2 separate regions of the Drosophila melanogaster genome follow, and region 1 is linked to region 2. Evidence: chromatin contacts called from public Hi-C data. All regions are on one chromosome and are shown on one strand. The core of a region is the stretch at or near the end of the contact, and the rest is flanking DNA. Distances in the headings are between cores, read along the strand shown. Region 1 holds the start of Hsc70-3 (Heat shock protein 70 cognate 3). Region 2 holds the start of CG11122.

The links. A called contact is a pair of places that touch in the nucleus more often than the background predicts.
Region 1: a Hi-C map of the Kc167 cell line shows a contact between it and region 2, with 4 times the contacts expected there. The contact joins the promoter of Hsc70-3 here to the promoter of CG11122 in region 2. A contact is called at or near these places in 10 of 107 Hi-C or Micro-C datasets (the Kc167 cell line, the OSC cell line, the S2 cell line and 6 more).

What each region holds. Positions count from the first base shown.
Region 1 is chrX:11,805,639-11,809,231 of dm6, reverse strand. Hsc70-3 (Heat shock protein 70 cognate 3) reads left to right here and starts at 2,115. Exons shown (of 3, transcript NM_078577.3): 1 at 2,115-2,363. CG1578 reads left to right here. Exons shown (of 8, transcript NM_001298212.1): 8 at 1-726.
Region 2 is chrX:11,122,572-11,126,232 of dm6, reverse strand. It overlaps CG11122, which reads left to right and starts at 1,507. Exons shown (of 3, transcript NM_132457.2): 1 at 1,507-3,661. The coding sequence starts at 2,635. Rpt3 (Regulatory particle triple-A ATPase 3) reads right to left here and starts at 1,132. Exons shown (of 3, transcript NM_001298179.1): 1 at 885-1,132; 2 at 727-810; 3 at 1-668. The coding sequence starts at 920.

The DNA of each region.
Region 1 (3,593 bases), core at 866-3,365, 680 kb before region 2:
TATATACGAAGAAAACAAACCATTTTTGTGCACTCTATTGCCCAAAAGAAAGAAGAAAACTGTAACTATACTCTTATACAAACTATTAACTATTAATCGTTTTTCGATGTGCTTTTCTTTATGCTCCGACTTTTTATATACATACATATATATATATATATATATATGTATGTATGTATATACGCATAAAAAACTTAGCGATTTTATTTCACTTTTCACAAATAGCCACAAACACATTTGACCAAAAAAAACAAAAACACGACAGCATTGTAAAGCAATTGATGTTTATATGTCGTTAAGCTTTAAATATTGTGGAGAGCAGATGATGTGGCCCATTCTTCGACCACGTCGACCATTATTTGCATTATCAATAATCCAATTATAGCAAATTCGCCATAAAGAACCTAGATTGTATCATCAATTCTTTTTTTTATAATAATTTTTTTAATAGATATGGAAATTATCGAATAGAGATTATTGAATGTGTTGCTTAGAATACAACCTGTCCATAGTTTTTCCTGCACACAATCTGCGACAGAAAGAAAACTACATAATTTGGCTGGATTCCAAACCAGAATTTTGGTCAACGTCTACTTTTATAATGTAAAGTACGGTACGATATCGACGGGGCGCTGAGCGGGGAGATGATAAAAAGATTATTACATGCTATTATGTATTGTTATGAAAATATATTGATATTGAATGAGTGTCATTACAAAAATCGACAAAAAAAAAAAAAAGAAAACTAAAAAGTGGGTGTTTTTCATTCTCGGGCGGATGCGGACTGATAAGTCAAGAACTCGCTATAAATATGCTACATATATAGACTGTTTGCCTGTTCTTATCGGTAGTCGTTTAATTTATGGAAATTATCATTTCAAATGAAGATCGACGAAATGCCTGGAAATTGCCAGATAAACGTGGTATTTTCGACTTTTTCGGAAAATATATCATTTTTTATCCCCCCAAATATTAGTCATGATATTCTTGAAACATTTTTGAATCATCATTTGAGCGTATTGTTTAAATACGCTTTTAAATTTTATTTTTCATATATGTAAATATTATTAATAAAAATTCTGGGAAGTGCTAAAAAAGTCTAGAGTTGCTATATGGAATTCGAAATAGCAATATATACATACATATATAAAATACTAGACATTTTTAATAATATAAAATATAAATAACATTTATATATGAAAGAGGTAAGTTTGAAAAAAAATTTGATTCTATGTCTTTATTAAACTCCATTCGTTTACCACTCAAAACTATGGATAAGCAGTTAGTTTTTCTTTCGAATTTACATGTAAATATTGCAGTACCATTTCCGGTTGTCATAGTATTAAAAACAGCTGCATATAAGCTTAAATTTAAATTTCGAATGTAATTATATGCTTATAATAATAAGAACCCAAAAGCATATATTTATAACTTCAAGTATCGGAATGAACAATTACAAAGTCTAAAAATAGTTTTGGGAAGTTGTCAATAATTACGCCCCACTTAAAGTAACGGCAAACATCCAGATTCAGCTGGAAGCATAACGGTTAACCTGGGGCAATGTACACGTCAGTGCTCGTTGCGGCTTTACTTAAGGGGAACGCATATTTGCATCAGACAAACCAAACACCATAAAAAGAAAAAGAAGAAGGCCAAACATCGTACTCTCTCCGCTCCGAAAATGTTTGGGTAAACAAATAGTGAAAAGCTCTGGGAGAGAGCGAGAGCGAGAGTTGGCCTCCAGTGGGCGGAACAGCTACGCCTGCGACACGTCAGTGCTAGAGATGTAACACCTTAAGATAGTTATCGATTAAAATTATATTGAATAAAATGAATATATAAAAGAAGTTAAATCTTAAAAAACTATTATTAAAATGATTGTAAACCGTATAGCAGAAATAGTTGCAATCATATAATCCTGTAATATATTATTTTTATTTTTAATTATATCTTCTTAATACCTTTATTAATTAGACATTTTAGTCTAACGAAATATTTATTCGACTTATTCGATTGCCAGATGTGTATCGATGTTTCTAGAAAACTAAACTCATCGACACGTCAGTGGTAGGTGAGAGCAAAGAGCAATAAATAGCCGGAAAACAGAGAGTGAAAATCAGTTTCAAAACAAAAGTACAAGGAATAACAGCACAGCAAAAGAGAAACGCGATTTATTAAATACAAATTATTACCCCAAGAACATTGTAACGCGCTGTGACCGCAAATATAAACAAGAAATCGTTACATTCCCATTAGATCAATTAAAACCAAGCCAAAAAACAACAAAGACTAATACTTCTGTGACAAAAAGTGACAATTACCTAAATAAGTGAATTTTTTTTTAATAGTTTTAGTTAGAAAATGTAAGTATACAAAAAGAAAATTATATTGAAAGTTGATATGAGTGTATGCTGTTGGTATTAACATCTAAGAAACAGGAAAATATTTATCAAATTTACTTTGGACCAAAAGAACCAGCATAAAGTGTATATTTAAATATATCTATTTTTTTTTATAAATATGTGTTGCAAGGAATTCAGTGGCTTGAATTGCGTTATAGCATTTCTTATATTATATTATTGTTTATTTTGAAACAAAATTGAGGCAACATTATAAAAGAATCAAAACGATTGCTTGACAGACCCATTGGTAACTGTAAAATACTATTTACTACCTGATATTGATAAGGACAACGCGAAATATTGTGTGTAGAAATAATTATATATTTTTGAAAAGCGGTTATTCGTCGGCCGAACAATCGCGTGCTTTCCAACACTGATCTACCACTGACGTGTCTTTTTGGCCCCAGAGTTGCACGTGTGTGTGTGTGCCGCAGCGTATGACTGTGTGCGTACGTAGAAAGCGCCGGCAAAAACGTCAGATAAGCAGCAGCCACATATTCTACTGCTCTGTCAGTTCACTTTGAAGCGTCGAGAAAGCACATTAAATCGAAACCAATTTGAAATTATTAACCGCTCAGCGATAAGTGTAAGTGTTAGTTCAAAGAAAAGGCTTAAATACGAGCTGGACGTTAGCACAAATAGCTGGAAAGTGCACTTGCACTGCTAGAATATTCGTGTAAAGGAACGGACGGCAAAGAGGGACACCAATACACTGCAATTTTACAGTCGCCATATTGGCAAAAGTAAAAGAGGTCTGCTACAAAAAGTTTGCCCGCACGTGCCCTTAAAGAAATAGAAACGTATGAAATTAGTTTCCTTTATAGTTGAAACCAATAAAGGCCAACCAATGACGTGGTGGTCGTGACAAGTGACAAGTTCGGTGAATGAACTTTGTCTTCTTCTTCGTATTAGTTTCTTACAGCCTAAGCTTGCATTTAGGTGAAGTTCTTGTTTTCCTTTTACAGTAATTTACGGTTAATTTTGCTTACATTTACTTCTTTTTTTTAAAAGACCGCGAAGCGCCTGCGCATTTTGCCGTCTGTGTGAGTGGGAGTAGGCCTATCTGTGTGCGTTTGTCTGCGTTCAATCCGCTTGGTACACGTCATTTATTTGGCTGATTTATAAGCACTCGCTTTGCTCTCTCTGTGTGTCTCTCTCCGATGGTCGCAAAGTACACGTCAGTGTGGCATA
Region 2 (3,661 bases), core at 258-2,757:
TCGATCTCGTCAATGAAGATGATGGCCGGCGCGTTCTCCTTGGCCAGCCTGAAAACGTCGCGCACCATGCGCGGTCCCTCGCCGAGGTACTTCTGCACGAACTCCGAGCCGACGACGCGTATGAACGACGCCGTCGTATGATGGGCCACCGCCTTGGCCAACATGGTCTTGCCGCAACCGGGCGGACCGTACATAAGCACGCCGCGCGGCGGATCGATGCCAATCTGCTTGTACAGCTCGAAGTGGGTCAGCGGCAGTTCGACTGCCTCGCGGATCTCCTGCTTCTGCATGTCCATGCCACCAATGTCCGCATAGCTAACGTCGGGCTTCTCATCCGGCTGCAGCATCGAAATGGAGCTATCCGCCTCTGGTGGCAGCACGTCCACCAGCGCGTTGCTGTGCTTGTGCAGGGCCACCGAGGCGGAGGGCTTCAGCAGCTCGCGATCGATGGTGGACAGGATGCGCACATAGTAATTGGAGCCGGTGGTGGAGCCCACAATGCCCGTGTTCTGATCGACGGCCTCCAGGAACTGGCCAATCACCAGCGGCACCGACTGGATGCGCTTCACCTCCTCCTGGGCGTGCAGATACTCCTTTTTCAGGTTTCGCTGCTCGTCCTTGATGTACTCCTCCTGCACTTCAATGAACTCCAGTGTCTTTTGCAGTTTCTACAACACAATGGCCGCTTAGATGGGTGATCAAATGGAAGACCAGTGGACGACTCACCTTGTAACGCACGTAGAGATCCTCCATGTCCAGTTCGTCCAGGGAACTGTGCGCATCTTTTAGCTTCAAGTCGGAGAGCTCGTCCTGGTGGAAAAAGTGGAATTGGGAAAGAGGTAATTAGTACGCATGCCAGGCGGCGCAGAGAGGCAACTACGCACCTTTTCCGGTATCAGTACGTCCATGTTGTACGGCATTCTTTTCGTTCAGCAATGAGTCTCGTTTTATTAGTTTGCGTTTTCTGCGAGGCGACCAAAATGACTCGTCAAAAACAAGCCAGCAGTGCGTTGTGGTGGCAACCCTGTCCGCAATCGATTGTGATCTATCGATGGGGCCATTTATCTATCAAATTGTGCTGCTCTTTCAATCGGTTTTTTTTTTCGATATATACTCTTTCTGATAAGAAAGCAACTCCTCTTTATTGGACAATATCCTATACCAGTTAGTCTGTAAAGCTAAAATGTTGTATACAAATAAATCTAATATCACATGTCATGTTTCTCACTTAATATCCGGAAAGTATTTTTTAATACGTTTCAAAGCATCTGGTGATGGGAAAAAATCAGCTGTCTGATAATTGCCCGATATATACCAGCTCTGATTGGAACAAAAGCTGATAACAGATTTATTACTAACAAAAACTATTTCGAATGCAGATCGCTTATAAGTAATTGATAAAATCGCAAGTTATTCTAAGCAATTCACGTAGAACCATGCCAAAGTATCGCTGCTCGAGACGCAACTATCGATAGTTCGAGTACCTTTCTCGCCAGCGGGTACAAGTGTGTACACACTGGCAAAACCCGACCATTTTGACGCGATTTCGATTTCCCATAAGAAAAAAAAAGAGTAGAAAAACACACACATTTAACATTTCGGTCGCTCCTGCTGCTTCTGTGTGTGCTATGTGTGCGTGTGCGAACGAACCAAATATATACACACACGAGCGCTGGTAGGACAGTGAAATCGAATTTGCTGTTTATATAGCACAATTCGATGGCTGATAATGCCGCCGCCGTCGCCGAAAAATCGTTTCCCCAATATCGCTAGCATCAGAACGGGAAAGAGAACGGGTACGAGTACGATTCCGATTCCGATTCCGAGTACGTTTCCCACAAAGTATCGTTGTCGTTGTCGTCGTTGTCCTGCTGCCGTGCCCCGCCCCCTCTGGCCGCGCCGCCGCCCCCTCTGCGCCGTACGCACGCATCGATTTGGGCTAAACGTTAGATACCTCCTAACGCAGTTGTTAGGGTGGAAAGAACGGCCAGGGAAAATTGAATGCGCTACACTGGTGGTCGAGCTGCTGCAATGCCGTGCTTAAATTTAAGTGCAAGGCACTGATACGGATCCGTTGGCGCTCCTGGTCTGGTCCGTATCCAAGCGAAAAGAACAAAATATACAAGAAAAAAACAAGAAACAAAACAACAAAACGGAAAGCAATCCCGTGAAATCCCGGAATACAGTGCAATACAACGAACCGAAACACAGAACAAAACGAATAGAACGAAACAAAACGAAACGTATTTAGATACGCAGGAGAGACCAAGTCGGGATATCCAAGTGGACAGTGTGGTCTTGTGCAGTGGAGTGGTAGTTATGCTATATATAGCTGTTGGCCAAAACAATAGTGTCCGATAACAGAGCGAGATCAATTCGAGGAGTTGAAAATGTTTATTGTATAATTTCCAATTGAGCAGGTGTGCGTGCGAGTGTGTGTGCGTACGTGTGTGTGAGTAGTTTTTGTTTTTCGCTGCTTCTTCTTGCGGTTTATTTGTCAACAAAAAGAAGAAGGAAGAACGAAGCAGTGTGCGTGCAGCAGTAAATTGTTGTCCGCACACCCCGCACTGCTTGCAGGAGTGGCGAAGCAGTTAACTTGTGCAACGCAACCACGGACGACCCAGTGGCCTCCACATGAAGACCATGTCGCGCTTCGGCCTGCGCCGTGGCTTCAAGTTCTCGGAGGAGCAGGTCAACGGCAAGAATCCAATTGGACCGGCAACGGCACCAGCCACGGCCGCTGCCTCATCTAATCCGCGCAAAAAACGACAGACCCGGCAGGAGGAGGATGTGGACGCGGAACAGGAAGAGGTGGAACCGCACGAGGATCAGCTGGAAGCGGAACAAGAGCCGCTCTCGCTGATCTGCAGCCTGCCGCTGGAGCGGCTGCCCCGTTTGGTGGAGAAGCTGCATCAGATGACGGAGGAACGGGAACGAGAACGGGAGAGGGAGCGCGAGCGCGAGCGGGAAGAGGCCGCCGGCCTGGGTGGAGCCGCGCACTCGAAGGTCCTGTGTCTGTACTGTGATAGGAAGTTCGCCTCCGGCAAGCTGCAGGCCAAGCATGTGGACAAGTTTCACACCGAGCGGCAGGAACGACGCTGCAGCGGTCGTTCCACCAGCTCCAATTCTCATCCCGCCGGCGGCTTCCCCGGCTGCCAGTGGTGTGGCCAGCAAGGCAATCGCCGCCAGGCCACGCCCCCGCAGATCTGCCTGCCGGCCAAGCATTTGGAGCAGCTATTCCAGCACCTCAGCGAGCAGCATGCAGATAAGTATTTCGCCTGCCAGCCGTGTCGCCTGCGGTTCCAGGACGCAGATCACCTGTTGGGACACCAGCGCCAGCAGCATTCGCTTCATCATCCGGAGGATGGCCATGCCACCAAACCGGGTCTGATGGGCGCCGACGAGCCGGTGCTCTTTCGCCTCGGCCTTACCCAGAACCGTCTGCCCAGCCATCGGAATCGAAACCAGCGCAAGGAGGAGGAGCCGCCGCCCCTGGCCACGCCCAGCAGCAAATCCCGGAGCAGCAGTCGGGCGGCGACGCAGCGACAGCAACAGAATCAGCATCAGCATCAACAGTCGCAGTCGCATCAGCAGACTGCTGCAGCGGGTAACATGGCTCTGCAGGAGTCTGTCAATCCGGATGCAGTCTTCCGGCTGCCAG